2 separate regions of the Mus musculus genome follow, and region 1 is linked to region 2. The links are chromatin contacts, called in public HiChIP or PLAC-seq maps. All regions are on one chromosome and are shown on one strand. The core of a region is the stretch at or near the end of the contact, and the rest is flanking DNA. Distances in the headings are between cores, read along the strand shown.

Region 1 (5,340 bases), core at 2,654-5,153, 310 kb before region 2:
CTTCATCTGACTTATCATTTGGGCATGACTAATGATAAAAATTCAGAATAGCTGGGCATTGGTGGCGCACACCTTTGATTCCAGCACGTGGAAGGCAGAGGCAGGTGGATTTCTGAGTTTGAGGCCAGCCTGGTCTACAGAGTGAGTTCCAGGACAGCCAGGACTACACAGAAAAACCCTGTCTCAAAAAACCAAAAAACCAAAACCAAAACCAAAACCCCTTAGAATTGCCTAAGAAGCATAAAGAGGGCTGGAGAGATGGCTGAACAGGTACAAGCACTGGCTGCTCTTACAGACATTCGAGCTTGGTTCCCAGCAAGCACACAGTAGCCCACAACTGTAACAGCAGTTCCTGGGTATCTGACACTCTCTTCTGGCTTTCAAGAGCACTGCATGTTTGGAGGGAACTTAAGTATGTGCAGGTAAAACACAAAGTAAAAATAAATCTTAAAAAAAAAAAAAGAAAAAGAAAAAGAATCTTTAAAAACAAAAGGTAGCAAAGGCTTCCTCAAATATTCTAGACTTAGTTCATCTCCTGGATTATATGGTTGTTGCACATCATGATTAAATTCATGCCACATAAGATTAGGCCTCAACAAAGTTGACTTAAAAAAACTCTTGAAATTGTATCTTACTTTATTTTTCTAATTTTCACATCTTAGTACTTATTAATGTTAGTGTGTGTGCATGTGTGCATGCATGCTCTATGATGTGTCACAGCCCTTGGGTGGCGGCGGTCGGATGACAACTCTGTGGAAGTGGTTCTCTCTTTCTACCTTTATGTGGGTTCCGAGCGTAAACCTCAACTGCCAGGCTTGTTCAACAAGCACCTTTCCATACTGAGCCACCATGCCAGTCCATAGTTTTCTGTTTGTTTTAAAAAAAATACCTTAGACATGCCAGCTCTTTTTATCACACTAGGAATTATACATCGTGGACCAGTTTCTCCTGCGAATCCACACCTGCAAAGAAATGGAAAATTACATACTCAACTTATAACCTTTTTTCTAAATATCTGCCAAAGAAACAATGGCCACAAAAACATCTGGAAATATCTCTGATGCACTTAAAGGGTCAAAGAAAAAATATAAAAATAACATTTATTAAGTTTACATCACACATTAAAGGAAGAAGCAAAGTATATACAAATTTTTATATTGAAATAAGCCAGTGTCTCATTTTAAGGCAGATTTCATTTTCCTCCTCTTTTATAAGACATTTATTTTTATAACCCTGGATCTACACTATGTGACTTCCTTCTGACAGTCGTGTATTACTCAGTGAGAGGCTGTGAGAAGCACATTGTTGGGTGGCTTAGTTATTTTGCAGCATCCTAAAAGCATACTTACATAAACCTAGAAACACAGTGGGCTGCACATAAAGCTATGTCCGTGATTGTTGTTTGACGACACACTTTTAGAACATGTTGCCATACTAAATACTGCAGGCAAGTATAACTCAAAGGTGTTTGTATACTTAAGTATATAAAAACATACAAAAGGTAAGTGGTTGTGTACCTAAATGCATCTAAACATGGAATAATAGGAACTACAATTATTCAGAATAAAGAAACTCTGGTCATAGACAACCCACATGTGATACTGAAGAGCCATGACATCATATATGTGATCTCTCATTGACAGAAATGTCACTCACCACACGGCACATGAATAATCTCTTCATTCTCTTCTTAGTTTTAATATTAATAAAGTACTATTACTAATAAAGTAACCGTTAGCATGTTACTTAAGACTTTTTTTTCTTTAATCATTTTATGTGTATAAGTGTTGTGCCCATATGTGTATGTATGTGCACTACATACGCGCCTGGTGATCACAGAGGTCATTAGATTCCCTGGAACTGGAATTGTGAGGTAACTGTGAGCTATCTGACATGGGTGCTGGGAACTGAACCCAGGTTCTCTGAAGAGTAGCAAGTGCTCTTACCCACTGAGCTGGCTCTCCAGCCCCAAGACTATCTTCTTAAACTATGAGAATCTGACAATTATAATCATTTCATATATGATGAACTCAAACAAGCCTACACTCACACTAGGACATGGACACTGGTTTTATTAGTATTTATTTCCTGTGTTTATGTGCATGGGTGCGTGAATGACACAGTGCACATAGGAAGGGGAGAAGACAACTTGTGGGTCTTGGTTTAAGCCAAGCACAGTAGGCACATGAACAATGCCAGCACTCAGGAGGGCAGAGGCACTAGGACTAGAAGTTTGGGGCAGCTTGGGCCACACTGGACACTATTTCAAAAAGAAAAAAAAAACAAAAAGAGAAAAGAAAAGAAAAAGAAAAAGAGAAAAATTAGTAGTCAGTGCCACATTTCTTTTGTGCTGGAAAAAAGGTTGCTAAAATGACCATATTGGAAATCACACCTTTTTTTTTTTTCTTCCCCCGCCTGGGCACTGTTCCCCTGTGCCTAGACATCTCTCTCCATTTTCACTTCAATGTTACTTATATTCAGTGCTCCTCAAAGTCCTCAAGGACTTTGTAATGATGTAGCTTAAGTTCTGCCTTTGAAAACTTTTATGTCCTTCTGTCTTCAATCACATCCCTATATAATAATTTATATTTTCAATGTATAGCCACAATAATTATTTTCAGGTAGTAATCTCTACTTATTATATTAATGTTTTTTAAAAAAGTAAGATGAATATGGGAGAGTCAGAGAAGGAGAGGATAATCAAGAACTATGTTTAATCCAATTCTGTAGCTTCTAAGGACCAATTTTTAAGTCTGTTCTTATGACCATTTATTTAATAGTTGCTTAACATCTATTACAGGTTAGGAAGTGTTTAAAATATGCAAAAATAATCCACACATCTGTTTCATATATAACTTCACCTCAAACACATAATATGTATATATGATGGAACTCTCAGCTTTCTGGAGCCTAATATGTATTTCATACACAACATCACTTTATATATACATATATGTCATGTAATTCTGTGTTGTTCTTGAGTCCAATACAAGGACTCTTAAATGGATGGTCCAAAGAACTTAAAACCGTCCAGCATCCTCTCATACTGTCCAGATGTTCCAAGGCTTGTGAATTTGTGTTTTGCTATCTCTACCTTTGACTGCCACTTCGAGGACCACTACTCCCGTGCTTACAAACTGCTTTTTTAAAGTGCAAAATGTGGGTCTAAGAGTATTATAAGGTAACCAACAATTTCCCGTCTCATTTCTATGCGGCTTCCTGTCTTCATGTGCCAGGGCTCCATAGCTGATTTCCTACACTCCTGGAGAACAATCTATTTCCAGAACCAATGGGGCTCCATCCCATAAATGTTTTATGGTGGAAAGAGTCAGCAAGCGTTACAATTCGATGGTTTCCTTCCAATCTGACCCAGCCAGAGGCAAGCACAATCTGGGTCATCGCTGTCAAAAGTTAAAGTGATGGCCCCTGATCACCTTAGACGGGGGTGGGGTGGGGGACACCGTTCCCCGAGCTTCCTGGGCTTCTCTAGGAGTCCAGATCCCACTCAGGCCACCAGATCCTACAGGTTCGCATTGCCCAAGAGAGTCCTCCCTGACAACACATTCATCACTGAGTGTGGACTGAGCTTTGCCTTAAGGCAACGATGTGAGCTAGCATTCGCGGGATCGCCGGGGGAAGGTCCCGGGTGCCCAGCGGGCCTAAAGACGGTTGCCAGTCCGGGACCACCGGCACGTCCCTCGGGCCCACAGCCGCCCATGGCCACTCACTTGGTGAAAGCTTCTCCTAGGTCGATCACGACTGCTGTCTTCTCGCCGCCGCTCCCAAGGCCCTCGTAGAGCGGCATCTTTGAGAGACCGACGTAGAGAGGGTGAAGTGGTCCGCCCGGCGGGGGGGCTGCCTCAGCGCGGGGGCGGGGCGGGGTCCTCACAAAGCCGAGGACCCGGGCTGGCCAAGGAGAGGCCTGACGTCGCGGAGGCCGAGGCGGTCAGGCGCGCCGGACACCTTAGAGGGGCGGAGCCTCCCGGGTCCTCTCGCTCAGCGGCCGGGGGCGCCTGCGCGGCGTAGTAAGGATTTTTAGCGGCTTAGGAGGGGAGGCAGGAACTTGAGATCGCTTTCTCATTCTCCAGTTCTGTGTTGGTCGTTTATCATGACATTTAGTCGCCGCAATGAACACACAAGATAGAGTCTGCTCAGAAGAGATTGGCTTTCACTCTCCCCGAAGCAGTTCTAGAAAAGGATCCTAAGATCTAAATTCAAAACTTGGATTGGGAAGGCGGAAATGCTCCTTAATTACAGCAGTATTTGTGGTGGTTTACATGCGAACGCCCCCCCCCCCCCCCCCCCCGCGCGCCTAGGCTCATCTGTTTGAATGCTTAGTCACCGAGGACTGGAACAGTTTTGGAAGGATATGGAGATTTGACCTTGGAGGAGGTGTGTCACTGGGAGTGGACTTTGGGGTTTAAAAAGCCCACACTAGGCGCAGCTCTCTCCTCCCTGCCTCCTCTGCCCCCAACCCCCACCCCGGACCCTTGTTGCCTGGCAATTAAGATGTAAAGCTCTCAGCTACTGCTTCATTGCCATGCCTGCCCGCCACCCCACCCCCCCATCATTAACTAAAACTGTAAGCAGGTCCCCGATTGACGATTCCTTTTATAAGAGTTGTCTTAGTCATGTTGTCTCTTCCCAGAAATAGAATAGTTACTAAGACAGCAGTTCTTGCCTGTTGCTGGGGAGATTGATTGGATTTCTAGAAGAGGAGAAACCAGGTGTCATGGTGGCAAGATGCAAAGATATGATCAAAGCATATACATGAAATCGAGAACAAATAAATAAAAATTTAATAAGGAGAATATCGTGGTTATTTTAGCAGAAAGAAAAAAAGAATGAACACAAAACAAATATATTCCTTAATAATCTCAGATGTTTGAATGGAACCTCTTGTGGAGTATTTTTTAAAAAGAAAGATTTAAGAGTACATTAAAAAAACAAACAAACAAAAAAAACCCTGATTTATTTCTCTTGCTGGCTGGAAGCAAAGAATGTTGACCCAACTGAAAAAACTGTCCAGACAGTCTGCAAAAGAGACATTTTCTCACAGTCATCTAACAAAAATCCCAGCACTGGGCAAGGAGATGCTGTTTGAGCAGTTTGTCAGAGATGTCCAAGAAACTCCCCAAACAAGCTTTGCTGTTGCTCTTAGTTGCATTGCAGAGGTTGAGGATAAGTCGTTGTTGCTAAGACACCATGCACTTTAGACAGAGGACCCAGAGGTTCTAACCAGAAAGCCTCCTCCCTGAGAACTAGCTTTCATGGTACCAGAAGGCTCCATACAAGCTTTCAAAGAAGGGAAACCAGTCTTACCCAACCATGATATTCATA
Region 2 (5,037 bases), core at 318-2,817:
AGCGCTATTCTAATTTACATCCCAGCCATAGGTCCCTTGTCACTTGCTGTTTCTCCTGGCCATATGCTCATGGTCAATTGCCTCTCATGGCAATTGCTTCCTTCCTTGGTTTCCTTTTTTTCTTTTGGTCTCTCCTGAGACCCTTCACTCCAGCCTCAAGTCCTGCCTTTCTCTCCATACTGCCCAATCACAGACTCTAAACGTTTATTAACCAGTTAACTTTCAACTGTGGAGCAGGGTTTACATAGCATCACTTGGTGAATGTGGGAGAGGGTGATCAATCTTGGGGGCCAATATTTAGCATTTGAATATATAACAGCGCTATACCAACCCCCAACAGCCTTGCACACCCAGGAAGCAACCTGAGTTACCCCACCTACAGTCCAGTTGATATGCAGACCATGTTTTTCCTAGAAAATATAAACATCTTAGCAATGCTAGCTAGCTGTCTTCTGAAACTCATATCACAGTGTTAGTCCCACGCTGACATCTACAACTGTGGAAGTTAAAGATGGACTTTAGAACCTGTCATTTCATGTTTGAATCTTAATTCTGCTACTTCTAAGCTTAGTTACAGTATATGAAACTGCACAAACTAATGGTAAGGCCCTATTGCTAAAGCAAACTTTATATTTCACGGAACACAGAGAAGCTGGGCTGATGCCTAGCTAGAGCCTGCATCCTTCCTGGCATGTACGGTGCTCGCAGGTACTCTGCATGCTACCAGAGGATGGCAAATTCCACCTCCTGTCCTGCTCTCCACCAGCCTCTCCACGGACAGCTAGCATTGTACCAGATGACCGACCGTCCACAGTGCTGATGGGCTCAGTGCCTCAGAGATTGCAGGGAAAACAGGAAAGGCCAAACAGTAGAAGCAGAATCTAATTTCCTACAGGGTCCAGCTCTGATGTGTCCATGAGCCAGTGCTCATCTTTGCTTCCCAGCCTCAGGAGGAGAATCTCAGGAAATAATATCAGGTTTTCAGAGCACCAAAGTTATCGTTAGGTTTCTTGCCAACAGGGCCAAGACTGAGTAGGAGAAAAAGAAAATCAAAAGAAAAAACACCACTCTCTTAGATAAAAGTCACAATTTAAAGGGAAATAATTCATTCTTCTCCACCCACCTCAAACGTATGCATCAGATTTTCTGCACAAAAAGAAAGCAGGCGCCTTTATCCAATCTTGTTTGTGGGAGAGAACCTGGCTTCTGGGATCCACAGATGTCTGAGGAAACGCTTCAGTGTTTATTTTTAAAGGGGAAGCTGCTTCGCATGAACGGGGGGAAAGTCTTTTCTATAGTTTCTCTGGAAGATGGAGACTGAATTGGCAGTGAGGTAAGGCTTTCCAAACAAGGGACCAAATCATCACATTGTAGACATCCTGTTGGCCGGACAACTCAGAGTGTCTTCCTGGCCACACCCTGAAGACATCATGTCCAGTGCCAGCCCGGCAGAGTGAGCCTTGGTTTTCTGAAACAAAAGGTTTTGCATTCATCTGTGTTTGGCAGCCACAAAGCTTGCCATATGCTGAGGGAGAGCGTAAGGGCTCAATTGCTGCCTCATCTTTTGGTGTATCACAGCTGAGTCACATTCATCTCGACACTCAGAGAACATAAACAGATGAGGAGCAGGGAGTAGACATAAGAAATCTGCATGCCTTGGGCATGCTTTGCAAGTTCTCCTTGTTGTGTGTCCTTTCTCCTTCAGCTTTCTTGCCTATGAAGAAACAAGATCTGAAGAGGAGATTTGGTCCAACCTTAGGGTGTCCTGGTACAACAGATCTGGAAGCTTGATTGAATGACAGAGAACACACCTTCATTTCTTAGAGCAGTGACTATATCTTACATCTAGGTTAGGAGGAGGGGCTAAGCCTTCTGCAGACAGTGGGCACTGGATTGCATTCTCTGGGCCTTCACTAGCCCAACCCCATTGACCATGGTGGGGGACCGTTAAAACCATTTGCTGATTCTTCCAGCAGAAATCAGCTGAGAAAACAGCAGAACACATCCTCAGAGAAGCAGGTGAATTATCTATTTCACACCCAGAGTAGTGGCTCTCAACCTTCCTAGTGCTACAACCCTTTAATACAGTCCCACATGTTGTGGTGACCCCCAACCATAAGATTATTTTGTTGCTACTTCACAACTGTAATTTTGCTACTGGTATGAATTGTAAGGTAAATATCTGATATGCAACTCCTGTTGGGATCATGACCCACAGCTTTTCTTTTCTAAGGTTAAACAAACAAACAAACAAAAATTCATTGCCTGTTATACCAAAATGGTTACCCTAAAGAGTTCTGGCATGTAATTACCATGAAGAACAGCCTTGAAGAAGAAGTGTCCAGTGGTGATAAACTACAAGTCATGGTGGTGAGATGACCCTGTAGAGTCAATATCCCAAGCATGTCAACAAATATTTATCAAGCAATCCCTATAATGGTATAAATCTGAAAGGCATAGCTTCTGCCCTAAGGAGCTTATACTGTTTGTGGAGGGAGGGGATGGGGGAATATGAGAGATAATCGTTAACAATTACAAGACAGTAAAACTTAAGGCAAATAAATGCAGAGATTTGAGGAGTTTCCAGAGTGAAATCTGAGACAGGAAAGCTCACGGGGCCATTTAGTTTATTATGTGCAAGTCTCAAGATTAGCTGCCCCTCTGGAGGCCCATGTAATTAGCACTGTGCCGGCCAATTACTGAAATTATTATTTCTCAAGGTACAGAATTAAAAACCCTTGAAAGGATGTTGAAAAAAAAAAGAGGCAGCAGTGCATTTGTGTGTGTGTGTGTGTGTGTGTGTGTGTGTGTGTGTATGGGAGTGGGGAGGGAGAAAAGAGAGAAAGAAGAGAGAATTGAGGAGGGACAGACAAGGCAAGGAAGGGGTGGAGAAGAGGGAAGGGAGAAAGAAAGAGCCAGTCTAGGCCCACACCCTACTCCCCTAAAAGAATCCACTAAGACCAAAAAAAGAATTGTTAAAGTCACCAGCATCCATAAAAGCTGTTAAGACATTTAAATATATGAAGGCATTTAGTGTGCTCTTCAGGACAACGTATATGAAAACAGACTACCCCAGGAAGAGGCACCCCACCTCCACTCCGCGGGATGTCTAATGTTTGGAAAACATCTGATGGTAGGATGTTTGGAAAAGGTGCTCAGAGAGGAGAGTAGATAGAGATAGAACAGATTAATTATGCCATTAAGTAGTATATAATTATCAGGCACATTTAATATCACTTTATTTATGGCAGTCTTCAAGATAAGTTTACATCATTATCTTACATTATTCCCACAAGGTGTTTAGTGTGCTTTTCTGAAGTGCTCTGGTCCTAAGAGGTCTGTGTAGTCGGTTTGGCTTTCATCATGTCCCAGTGCAGGAGGAGAGATGGGGGAGACCAAAGCTCTCGGTACATCAGCTTATGTTGAAACACGTTCTTTCTTAGCTCTGCCTCTGCCACGGAGGTAAAAATGGCTTGAAGTGCCCAGGTGGTGAAGATCAAAGGGCAGAGTTATTGTCTTGCAAGTTGCTCCTGTAAAGCCAAATACAATTTAAGAAGACTGAAAGATAAAAAGTGTAGACACTATCATCCATCTTTCGCAGGACTAAGAGACAGCCTCAACGGCAAATCCCAGTCTATGGAGATTGGATGCCAAGTCTGGTGAAACTGGGACCTGACTAGGGAGAGACTGGGGTTAGACAGAGTGTTATGGAATATTGATAGGATACAGAGTTCTCCAGGAGGGGCTGAGCTACTGCTGAAGTGTGGGAACGTAGGAATGTGAGCAATGTAGAAGCAGTGTTTGGAGTGCTAAGCAAGGTCAACAGAGCACTGTGAATACCAACATGGCTGTAAGAGGCACAACAGCGAGGAGGCCATGGGCCAAAGGATTTAATTGGAAGCAGAAAATCACCCCCTGCTGGTAAGCAAGGCTCTCAATCAAAGAGGATCCCCTTGTAACCCCACCAGGGATATTGGTAATATTGAAAACAGTTTTGGTGTCATTTCTAGGAATGGGGTACCCCAACCAGTATCAAGTGCAGAGGCCAAAAAGGCCTAAGATCTATAATATACCAACATTTTCCATGACAAGGACCCGAAAGTAAAATCATTAATGGAGCAGGGGTGAGAAGTTCTCTGAGCATGGATGAATTACTTAACCTTTTATGGACCCCAGTCTCATCAGGTGAGAACAGGACTAATAAATTACTGGGATAGTTAAGCCAAGTGTGCACTTAGCATGCAGTAATGGCTGGCAAGTTGCTTAACACGTTGTAAGTACCCAATACATGTTAACTCTGTAACTACCCAATATATGTAAACTCTCTCCTCTCCCTCTCCCTCTCCCCCTCCCCCTCCCCCTCCCCCTTCACTCCTCCCCCTCCCCTTCCCCCTCTCCCTCTTGCTGTCTTGAGTACCCAATACATGTTAACTCTCTCCTCTTGTACTTGCTGCCTTGCTCTCTGAGTGACCTACTGCTCATCCTTGACACTAATCGAACTCAGTAATGCATCTTTAGTGAGAAGTCTTAGTTCTCCAATACTTTCTGAGAATGGCCTGTTTTGCTGGTGGCTGTGCCTGAGAAAATTGCTAGAAAATTATCTCGAGGTCAAAGTAAGTTTGGTTCAACAAAATGGTCCAACACTCCTGATTCTTAGATTAAGAATATAATCTACTCTTCAAGATTTACCTAGCCAAATCTAAATGAAATCCAGGCTACTTAAACCCTTTTTATAATCATTATTATTAAGCATGCTTTCTGGGTCATTGAAGATTTATTTAGATGTATAAAAACCAACATTTTAATTCTAAACACGTAAACAGCTCTAAAAGTGAACTATATACTTCTGTGCATTTTTTGTTGGCATTCATCCAATAGCTTAAGTATTTCTCCATAACTCAAGGTCATTACAACTGACACCAATTATCATAAACACATCAAAACAATTGATGGCTTTAGGATCTAAAGTTTGGTGGCTATTAATCTATATATTATATCTCTTGTCTTTTGTTTACATTTATTAAGGAGGGAATTTTC

What was found. HiChIP or PLAC-seq counts read pairs in DNA pulled down with a chosen protein or histone mark.
Region 1: a CTCF HiChIP or PLAC-seq map of the NIH/3T3 cell line shows a contact between it and region 2, with 5 read pairs. The contact joins the promoter of Actr10 here to the enhancer-like site in region 2. A contact is called at or near these places in 1 of 15 datasets of contacts at CTCF or cohesin (the NIH/3T3 cell line), 9 of 115 datasets of contacts at active chromatin or transcription factors (bone marrow-derived macrophages, craniofacial prominence, embryonic limb bud and 3 more) and 2 of 9 other capture datasets (adipose tissue and pancreatic islet).

Annotation. Positions count from the first base shown.
Region 1 is chr12:70,936,420-70,941,759 of GRCm38.p6, reverse strand. It overlaps Actr10 (ARP10 actin-related protein 10), which reads right to left and starts at 3,903. Exons shown (of 13, transcript NM_019785.2): 1 at 3,729-3,903; 2 at 890-962. The coding sequence starts at 3,805.
Region 2 is chr12:70,620,976-70,626,012 of GRCm38.p6, reverse strand. Gm40436 (a long non-coding RNA gene) reads right to left here. Exons shown (of 3, transcript XR_872797.2): 3 at 3,302-3,530. Among named protein-coding and RNA genes, the nearest start is that of Gm24474, 26 kb to the left of the region's middle. Within about 2 kb of position 1,567, at least 50 of the 459 cell types and tissues checked have an H3K27ac peak or open chromatin away from gene starts, as enhancers often do. A contact at or near this core is called in the NIH/3T3 cell line, where this site is marked.